Linked DNA regions of Danio rerio: region 2 is linked to region 1. Evidence: chromatin contacts called from public Hi-C data. All regions are on one chromosome and are shown on one strand. Each heading gives the region's core, a stretch centred on a gene start, on an enhancer-like site or on the middle of the called end of the contact. The rest is flanking DNA. Distances are from core to core; before and after follow the strand shown. Region 1 overlaps nfic (nuclear factor I/C). Region 2 overlaps nfic (nuclear factor I/C).

Region 1 (5,509 bases), core at 998-3,497:
GAAGTACGGCCTGAAATATGTACTTAAGGAAAAAGTATTCATTACTACATGTTTTAATTTTACAAGGTAAATATCCGCTTTCCTACCATGTATCATCATCCTAACTCAAGCTCATCGCGTTTATCATGTAGTTTTGCAGCTGTCGGATCAAAAACAATAGCTGCCGTTTGCAGAATGTTCATACACTAAAAATAAATCTGTAGGCCTGTGTATCTTATAAATATTGATTTACATTTTACAATGAATTCTGTCCAAAATATGTTGAATTTTTAAAATGTAATATTAAATTTTTTTATTGAATATATTGAAAAAATATGTTCTTTTGATAAAATAAATACTTATCATATTCGACTGCAAACTATATATATATATATATATATATATATATAATTATTTTTTATTTTTTGCTTTAGCAGTTCTCATACATAGTCTGTTATTTTAGTGTGTTTTTTCAGGGTATTGTGGATATTTACTTTTGGTATTGTAAAACATTTGTTAAAAAAAGAATCGAAGATTAATATCCTATATGTAAAATCATATATTCACAAAAAAATCTATATAAAAAAAAAACTATCAGGAAATATGAACTCATTAGAAATAAAGGAAATAAATCGGTCACACTTTACAATAAGGTTCATTAGCTAATGTTAATTAATGCATTTACTAACATGAACAAACAATGAACAATACATTTACTACTGTATTTGTTCATGTTAGTTAACGTTAGTTAATGAAATTACAGCAGTTCATTGTTAGTTCATGTTAACTCATGGTGCATTAACTAATGTTAACAAGCATGACCTTGGATGTTAATAATGCATTAGTAAATGTTCAATTAGGATTAATAAATGCTGTCCATGTGCTGTTCATGATTAGTTCATGTTAGTAAATGCATTAACTAATGCACCTTATTGTAAAGTGTTACCAATAAATCTTAATGCATAAAGTTTTTATAAAGTATTTGATTGTTTTAGAACTAAATGTACAAATCTTTAAAAAAGCGGTATTAGATTTAAGGACCAGAGAAAGTTACATGATATATTTTGGAACCGGAAAGTGTCTCTTTTGCTCTCTTGTTTACCTGTGATCTTGTTTTGCTGTGATCTGATCAAGCAAATTGTGTCTTATTGCCGTGCAAACAGGGCAGCATCAGTCATTTAAAATTCGCTGTATTCCTCTGTCTCATCTGCATAGTCATCTTGGCTTTCTCATAGTAACCTAATTTTCATAAACTAGCCAACATAAGGCGCGTGATAGCCTTGGATGAAAAAGCCACACGCTCCAGCGCGCAGACGTGCTGTCAGTCTTTTTTGTCATTGCACCAAAAAAGGCGCTCAAAATGGGCACTGACAAGAAATAATATAGATCGCACCAACCAATGCATGAAAACAAAAGTAACGAGCCTGATTTAGAAATTCAAGGAGAAGAAAGTACTGATATAAGTGTACAAATGTAAGGAGTAAAAATAAAAAAGTTTTCAAAAAAATTAAAAAGTGTAAGAGTAAAATACAGATACCAAAAAAAAATTTACTTAAGTGCTGTGATTAAGTATTTGTACTTCATTACTTCCCATCTCTGTGAACCACCAACTATTCTGTCATGTTTTATTCAATGGATGTCTTTCCAGCTGCAACCCAGTACTAGGAAACAAAATGATTTGATACCTGAATAAAAATACCTGACAAAAAACAACAGGGTTTTAAACCGTTTTAAAACAGTCATGGGTATTTGCTAACTCATGCATATGTTTTTTCAGCAACTTGAATTGTTAAAATTAAAATCTATATTTGCATATAGTGAACATATGCATATATTCAGCAATCCAGTGTAGACTTGCTGATTTGTGAAATGTTTTCTGTCAAATCTGATAATGTCCTTTCGAATGCCCTGAAGTTCCCACTTAGCTTGTAGTTATCGTTACTGTCATTTTTGATTTCACCACCTCTTTAGGGGATAGAGAACATAACGGATCCATTAATTTTTGCTTTGTCTCATGGCGGATCCATTCCGATGTGCACTTTGACCTCCTTTTCAGGTCTGAGGTGCGTTTTTATTCCCACTTTACACATATTACAGATAAACAAGAATCAAAGGTGTCAGAACTATAGGCTTCAGAATCAGATATATGTAAATGTGTGTGTGTGCGTTCGTGGGTGTGTATGTTTGCACACTACAGGCCTAGACAGATATCTCTATGAATTAGGATTGGAGCCAAACAGAACAGTGCTGGGAAAGCAAGAGGACACGTCAACACTTGGCTATGACCTAATATGACTCTGTTTTGCTACATAGCAAAAAGTGGGGCAGTGGCTTTTGTACGCAACATGTGTCCAGAGCAACATGCCAGTCCTGTGTCAGTTGGTTTTGTTAGTTATTTTCCTTTAGAAATAAGATTTGTGAGGTTTCTTTTGTGAGTTCTTGAAGAGATGTGTGCTTAAGCCTTACATTTACTTTGATGTTTTTGTACTTTTTACAGTGTGTCTGATAAATGTCACACAGCTAACCATATGCAGTGCAGTGTACAATATCAAGGATTATTAATATCATTATTATTTGACAGTTATATTAGGAAATATCTTCTGTTTCTGAAGTATGCTTATATTTAGTATCACTTTGATTGGGAATAGTATTTATTATTGAAAACATTTTGTTGTCAATGTGGTGGTGCAGTGGGTAGCACATTCACCTCATAGCAAGAAGGTCGCTGGTTTAAGCCTCAACTTGGTCAGTCTGTGTTTCTGTGGGGAGTTTGCATGTTCTCCCTTTGTTTGCGTGGGTTTCCTCAGGGTGCTCCAGTTTTCCCCACTAGTCCAAAGACATGCGGTACAGGTGAATTGGGTGAGCCAAATTGTCTGGTGTGTGTGTGTGTCTGTGTGTGTCTGTGTGTGTCTGTGTGTGTGTGTGTGTGTGTGTGTGTGTGTGTGTGTGTGTTTGAATGAGTGTGTGTGGATTTTCCCAGTGATGGGTTGCAGCTGGAAGGACATCGGCTGTGTAAAACATGTGCTGGACAAATTGGCTGTTCATTCCGCTTTGGTGACCCCAGATTAATAAAGGTACTTAGCCGAAAAGAAAATGAATGAATGGATGAATGAATGGAAACATTTTGCTCAAGTAAATGGTAATTTTTTTTGGTTTACATATTTTATTATTAGAAATGTTAGCAGACATTCACTTGCAATACACATTTAAAAAAAATGATGAACATAAAACGTACATTTTAACAATTAGACAAAAGAAAAAAACTAACAGTTGTTGTACCTGTGTGAGTCTCGAAGGTTTTTTGGAAACTCCAAATGTAATTAACATAGGATCTGGTTTAATCGGAATGTCTAATGTATCTAAAAAAAACTTGAAATTCTTTGTTCCAGAAACTCTGTAGTTTGGGATTGAAAACAGGAGTGAGACAGGTTGGAATCGAAAAACAATGGTAGAACTGAACGATTTGACCTAAAATCAAAATTTCCATTAATTAAACATTTTAACTTTCTTTCGATTAATGAACGATTATTTAATTTATTTATTTAACAAGTTTTGTACATATGCTCATATTATAAGTGAGGGTTTTTTAAATGAAGAGTGGATTAATTGATTTTAAAATTATTGAAGAAGCACACACTATGTGCTATGATTATTTATTGAACATCAACGCTGAACAACCGAAATTGAAACACGCATTGCCTAAAACCAAGTCCCTTTTTTTCTTATAAAAAAGTGAAAATAAATAACTTGCACTTTTGGAAACAAAAGTAATTATTTTCAGTGCTATTTATTTATATATTTAAAGTAGAATATAAGCAGTACAAATCTTGTATAAATCATTTTTTAAACTTGAGTGCTCTGTAAACAAACATTTTAATGTAAATAAAAATTTTATTGTTATGGAATATGTCGTCTCTGGCGCAGCTTAAAAACCTTGTCAATGTAGTGAAATCTTGCGACTTGTAGAAGTATAATGTAGCCTTAACAGAGCGGTGTCACATGACTCCACTCCAAAAATTTTATCTATTATAGGTTCTGAATGTTGATTCTCACAACAAAGTTTGAGATGGACTTATTGGCTAGCTTTTTTTTTTTTTTAAACGATGCTTTAAAAATTAATAAGTGTGTATATACAGTTGAAGTCAGAATTGTTAGCCCCCCTGAATTATTAGCCCCCCTGTTTATCCCCCCCCATTTCTGTTTTACAGAGAGAAGATATTTTCAACAGATTTCTCAACATAATAGTTTTAGTGACTCATTTTTAATAACTGGTTTATTTTATCTTTGCCATGATGACAATAAATAATATTTGACTAGACTTTTTTTAAGACACTAGAATTCAGCTTAAAGTGACATTTAAAGGCTTAACTAGGTTAATTAGGGTGATTTGGCAAGTTATTGTATAACGATGGTTTGTTCTGTAGACTGATCCAAAAAATATATAGCTTAAAAGGGCTAATAATTTTGACCATAAAATTAAAATGAAAAACTACTTTTATTCTAGCCGAAATAAACAAAATAAGACTTTCTCCAGAAGAAAAAATATTATCAGACATACTGTGAAAATTTACTTGCTGTTAAACATCTTTTAGGCATAAAAAAAAACAATTCAAAGGGGAGCTAACAATTCTGACTTCAACTATACATATATAAATGCCACAGCTATGAACATGTTTCTTTTAAAGGGCCATGAAACCCCCTGTTTCAGCAGGATGTTTTCAGACCTCTAGTTATGAAAAAGTCAGGAAAGTGGGTGTGTCTAGCTTTGTTTGGGTGGGAGTGTCGGGGGAGGAAAAATGGGCAGGGTTTGAATAAAAATGGGAGTTGCCATTTGGGCACGCGCTTCTGACCGAGGAAAAACAAACACACATGCAGGGGAGACAGTGTGTTTAATAACGGTGGAATGTTTGATACCGCACGTCGTATAAGAGAAAAAAGCATTTCTCTGTAATTCAGATGCACTCCGTAGGTCAGAAAGCCGTGTGTGTGTGGACTATCCTGTCACAAAATGCGGCAAAAATTCAACACGAAGGTCGGCAAAAGTTTGCTTTCAGTGTTCACGTGTCTACACACAGAGAGCAGCATTTACAGCGGATCTTTCAATATTGTAGTGATATTAACGTACTGTAAACTAAGTAACTTAGAAATCATTTTAACTAAGGTCTGTCTGTAAACACTAAAAGAGTACTGCTGACCATACGAACTATAACTTTGCCATCTGAATGAACAAAAATAGGGCACTAATTGCACACACTTACCGAATCTGTAGACAGGACGATCAGCACATACTGGAGCTGCGTCTTTTTTTTAAAGGAGACGAGCAGCAAATCCGGATCTCACCATTGATAAAGAAATGCTCTCGAGTAAAAAATGTTCCAAACAAATGCATTTCTGCCGCGCGTTGTGAGCACTGATCCACACGAGTCCAGCAGCGTGCTCATAGAGGGAAAATTAAAACAAAACCTTCACATTATGAAAGCAACACTGGCGACCCGTATCTCCAAACAATTCTTATTCTTTTCCCACAACT
Region 2 (5,531 bases), core at 856-3,355, 150 kb after region 1:
TTAAGCATAATATTAGTATCTTGAAAAATATCTATTAAAATATTTTTTACTGTCATCATGGCAAAGATAAAATAAATCAGTTATTAGAAATGAGTTAATAAAACTATAATGTTTATGAATGTGTTGAAAAAACCCCTCTCTTTGTTAAACAGAAATTGGGGAAAGTATACTGGGGGGCTAATAATTCAGGAGGACTAATAATTCTGACTTCAACTGTACGTAGACCAGGGTCCTAAAAGTACAAAATAAAGTAAACAATATTGGTTATAAGTGAATAAATGTTAAAGCTTGTTTTTGTGTCTCCAGGTATCTCCCGGAGTCCACATCCCTCCTCGTCTCTGCACTTCCCAGGCACCCCCATTCTCCCCCAAACCGCCTCCACTTACTTCCCTCACACGGCCATCCGGTACCCGCCGCACCTCAGCTCTCAAGACCCGCTCAAGGACCTGGTCTCTCTGGCCTGTGACCCGTCCAATCAACAGCCCAGCCCAGTAAGATCATCCCACGAAGCTTCCAGACACAACTCATATGACTTTCTGCATTCATCACACTTACAGATGAGGGTACGTAAAAACAAATCCCGGCATCAGCCTCAATAAATCAGCAGCCATAATTCTGGTAGGAGCCCAATATGAGCCAGTCACAGCTCTGAGCCTGCCGTGTTACTCACTGGATGAGTCAGCTTGACAAATGATTTGAAATGTCGAATTTGTACTTTAAAGAGGTCATATCATAGGCTGTCCAAATTTGAACTTAAAAGTTAAAGACAAAAAAGTGTGGCTTTGATAATCATGTTGTGATATTGCTCAGATGACACGTCAAACAGACACGGTGCTCCTGCCGAATTTCCACTAGTTTTTCCTCCATTTTTTGGGTCCAGATAAACTGAAAATGAGCACTTTTGACTTCTCCCCCAACCTCTCTTTGGCCTGCAGATACCCATACTAGTGAATGCTGCTCTCTCATTGGCTGGATCGCTGATGTTATTTTCAGTCAGAACACAATTTACACAGCATGATTTGAATCGCAGACAGCTCCAGATATTTAGCATGCCAAATATCTCACGAGCATTGTCGACTTATTGGTGATTCTCTCATATCGCGCCCTTGATAGTTCACACTGTGTCGTTGTTACTCACATGAACATATGCAAATCAGTGCTTGATTTCAGGCATTTGTCTGCGATTTCACAAAACCTGTCGAGTCAAAATCGGGGCTAAAATCATGCAGTCTGAACTCGGCATAAGTGGAGGAAATGTGCTCATTTTGAATTCAACTGAATCATTTCTTAAAGAGACAGTTCACCTAAAAATGAAAATGTATCCTTTATTTGCCATCATCGTGTTGTTTTGTTTCATGTCTTTCTTTTGTGTATCGTAAAAGATTTTTTTAAAGAGACATGTATGGAGTCAATCTAGGGCCATATATACTTGCAACATGAAAGTTTTGCAAACAAGCAATAAAGTATTGAGCAAAAAATACGTAAAATAATGCAAATCTAAAGAAACCGCAAAGAGAAAATTGAGTTTTGAGAAAAAAAAAGGAATTTTGCAAACAAAAATAAAGAACTGCGAATAAAAATCAAGTAGTGCAAATTTATATATAATGTATGACTTTTTTCTTATGTATCCATAATTTACATGTTTCTTTGACAAAATAGTATTTAGTTATTAATATTTAGTTTAGGCCAACGCATACTATCAAAATACTATCACAGCGTGTATCTGGAATCATTTCAGAGCATGCAGTATAGTTTCGTACTTTAGCAGTTGGCTTAAAAGATTCACTTAATTCTACAGATCAGAAAGTGAAAGAGAGAGAGATAGAGAGTGGGAAAAAGCTCAAATTTACTGTTCTGGCAGAAAAAAAAAACCTCTGGGAAAACAAATAAATAATAATAAATCCATGTTATGACCTCTTTAAATTACACCAGAAAGGATGAATTACAAGATCAACTGATTACTTCCTGCGTCCTGTCTGTGTGTGTGTCTGTGAGCATGCAAGTGAGTGTTAGAGAGACAGACAGAAGGAAAAAGAGACAGATAAACAAGCCATCATGTGCCCTACATGGATCGTAGCCCATGTAATGTGAGCCAAAAACAGCTGACTGCTGCCTTGTAGAAGCACGCAGCCTCCACGCGGTCAGATTTCACCCTTTCCGTTAAAGCGACCTGCAGTCTAAACAGCGACATCCATCAGCCCTTTCACACACACACTCACAGACAGGAGCTCATCAGCTTCACATGGATGGGGGGGGGGCTTAGTCAGAGTCCAATCAAAAGGGCCACTTGAACTTTATGGAGATCTTCAGTAAAACAAAATTGACTTTACTTTGTTAGCACACACTGTTATTCTTGATGTGAATAATTAATCTGTGCAAGTTAATTAACTGAAAAAAAAACATTAGCTTGAATTCTCTGTCAGTTTGACAGCTTGGCCAGAATAACCACTACTCTCCGACCATTAGGTTGCTGTGAGTGAGAGATGGTGAGGAGGAATGCTAAAATAAAACATCGCCCTCTAGTCAGTATTGTGTTTTACTTGGATATGTGTCACAATACTAAAGTAAAATAGAAACTTTTGGTTCACATGGACTTTAATTGTGCATGCTTATTGCTGAAACCCAATCATTGAAGTCTATTAAAAGCACCAACAATCACCTCATTGGTAAATCTCTAGTACAACAGGTCCTGTCTACATAAGAAAAAAACATAGGGTAAATAACAACTAAATATCGAAAATACTTTCAAAACTTAAAACTTATTCAATACTAGAGATGGCTGACGTTTCGACACAGTTTCGAGATCTCGAAGCGCAAGTGTTTCGAAACACTGCACCGAAGCATGATCTGAAACACCCAAGTGACGTGACTAAAGTGTTTTGAAACCCCTGGTCACGTGACTAAAGTGATTCAAAGCATCGATCAGTTAAGAAGCGTTTCGAGACCTGGCGAATCTGCATGTAACTACCGGGGTCTGTTCCAATATCTGTCTCATATGGCCTGGAGGACTGTGCCTGTACAGGCTGTTACTATACTTCCAATGACTTTTGGGTTCGAATCCCGACTTGTACAAATACTCCTAAATCATGGTTTTATGTATTTTAATCATGTTTCTGTTTTATGGTGTAGCCTAAATAGATTACAGCTGCGGATACGCCATCAATAAAGCATCATTTTTGTAACACTAAAACAATAATACAAATTTTTACAGTACTGTGATGGTTGGGTTTAGGGTTTGGATAGACGTTAATGAAATACAATAAATGGGAAATTTAATGAATAATATAAATAATTCTTGATACCTTCTGGCCACAACTGTGTCTGATCTAGCAACAACCCTGTTTTAATACCAAAACAAGACATATTTATTCACTACGTGTTTATTCGGATGTCAGACCAATGTTGAAACAAAACGAAACAAGAACAAAGCATTACCAACTGGTATTAAAGCATTTCAAAATATCCCCGCATGGAAGTCAGAATCATTAACCGCTCCACTTAATCTCTTGAATAGATACTTCTACAAAGTGGGGTTTAATACCTCAATTTGCTAAAATGTTCTTGCTGAAGCTGTTTCAGTGCAATACATAAAAAATGACCACTAGTTGTCACCGTAGAGTGGGGTTTCGAAACGTTTCGACACATTTGCTTCGACTGTTTCAGTGTTTCATGAAGCCTCGCTTTGCCCACCACTATTCAATACTCACATTTGAGCAGCAACAGTAATGTTCTCAAAACAATCAGAAGCAGAGTGGATCAGTAGCCTAAGTTTACCATATGGTTCCCTCTACCAAACAAGACTCACTTGCTCTATGGTGAGCTGGAATATATCCAGTTCTCACTCCCCTCTAGTGCAACCCAGTGGCCTGTAGTAATATTGCAAACCTGTTTCTTACATCACAAGGATCTAAAACAACAATTAAAGCATGTAACGTTTGTTCGTTACACCCCTAACTTAAAGTTAAAGAGATTTAATTTACTTACATTTACTTAAATAAAAGCATACCAAACCATACCTTACCACAAGTATGTACATATCGCTCTCTGGTGGATACATCATTTGACACGTGTAACAAATTATCAACGTATGTTTGTCCAATGAGCCTGGGTTGCTTTTCATAAAAGAGTGCTCTCTTTATTCATACAATTGAAATAGAAGTTTTGTAATATTCTGATTGATTTAAGTAATTGGTCAAATTAATAATTTAACATAACACAGAAAAAATGAAAAGGCATATATAAAATTGTGCTTATGAAGGAAAACTATATCCCTTGAAATCAAAAGTTCATTTCATTCCCTGATTGTGGCTGTCATTTGAGTCCCATCACTCTCTCCAGCACATTCACCACTGGGATCTTTCTGCCTTCTCTCACTCTTTGGACCAAGAGCTAGCTCTGACTGGATTGTCTCATTCTGACAGTGACATACAGAACCAACAGAAAGTGTGAATGACTTTTCCTCAGGGGTGCCTGTAGGAGAGTCATGTGCCATCCCCACGTCAGACCGAGAGCCTGAGAGAACATGAAATACGGCCAAGAAGTAGGAAATCTCAGTGTCTAGAGGTGTTGCTGATGTTGGCACATAAACGGGGAAAGAAAGAAAGAGAGAGAGAGAGAGACGCGCACATTTCTGAATCTTGCCCTGTGGCAGCCGGGCTCAGCCGATTCTGTAGACTCATTGAAATTCCCAGTACTGCAGTCTGACCGTAGCCAAGCAGTCACAAAGAACAGCCGCACCGACCCACAATGCCGCTGACTCACTCACCAGCTATTGTTGTGCAGGGCAGTGAGTGTGCAGTTTTACCCGGCCAGAATGCAAACGAGAGCCAAACCCTCCGAGAGAGAAAGAGAGCATGATAGAGGGTTTTATGGATTTGCGGCCGGGGTAGAACGACAGAGCAATGCATAATGGGCCGTTCGCTAGAACACTGCACACAACGTTACTCTGTTTCTCCCTCATAACTGCTGATGCCATGAGGAGGTGGAGATACAATGTGCCACTGGACTTTCTACTACTGTTTTTTTTTTAAGGGACACAATTTTTCTTCTATGCATGTCTAATAAAATTAAGTACATTTGAAAACTACAGCATGTTTAGGAAAATCTCTGGAGAACTGAATTTAGGCAGCAAAACATTATCATGTTCAGTATAAAACACGGACACATTTTGAGAGTTTTAGAATCATGGGTTATTAAAGTGCAATAGGTAATGTCTTCAGGGTGGCGTAGTTTGTAGCACTGGGGCATGTTTTCCTCGTGTTTGCGGGGGTTTTCCTCTGAGTGCTCTGGTTTCCCCCACAAGTCCAAAGACATGCGCTTTAGCTGAATTGGGAAAGCTAAATTGTCCGTAGTGTTTGTGTGTATGTCCTGGTCCTCCAGGTTGAGGGTTGAGCATTGAGCTAATAACCTACCTCGTAAAAATTTGATGTTACGAAGCACCAACATAGTGCAGCTAAATATCAACTTCGTTATAAACAGCCCTGGAAAAAAGTAAGGTGATTGCCTTCAGAATCAAACAAATGAAACTTTTT

The links. A called contact is a pair of places that touch in the nucleus more often than the background predicts.
Region 2: a contact with region 1 is called in a Hi-C map of embryo, with 1.9 times the contacts expected there. The contact joins two enhancer-like sites. A contact is called at or near these places in 1 of 18 Hi-C or Micro-C datasets (embryo) and 2 of 4 datasets of contacts at active chromatin or transcription factors (caudal fin and pancreas).

What each region holds. Positions count from the first base shown.
Region 1 is chr8:22,506,479-22,511,987 of GRCz12tu, forward strand. All of the region lies in intron 2 of nfic (nuclear factor I/C), which reads left to right. Among named protein-coding and RNA genes, the nearest start is that of nfic, 52 kb to the left of the region's middle. Within about 2 kb of position 2,248, at least 13 of the 62 cell types and tissues checked have an H3K27ac peak or open chromatin away from gene starts, as enhancers often do.
Region 2 is chr8:22,653,131-22,658,661 of GRCz12tu, forward strand. It overlaps nfic (nuclear factor I/C), which reads left to right. Exons shown (of 10, transcript XM_073910297.1): 8 at 307-491. It also overlaps a transcript of si:ch73-196i15.3 not described here. Among named protein-coding and RNA genes, the nearest start is that of smim24, 53 kb to the right of the region's middle. Within about 2 kb of position 2,106, at least 10 of the 62 cell types and tissues checked have an H3K27ac peak or open chromatin away from gene starts, as enhancers often do.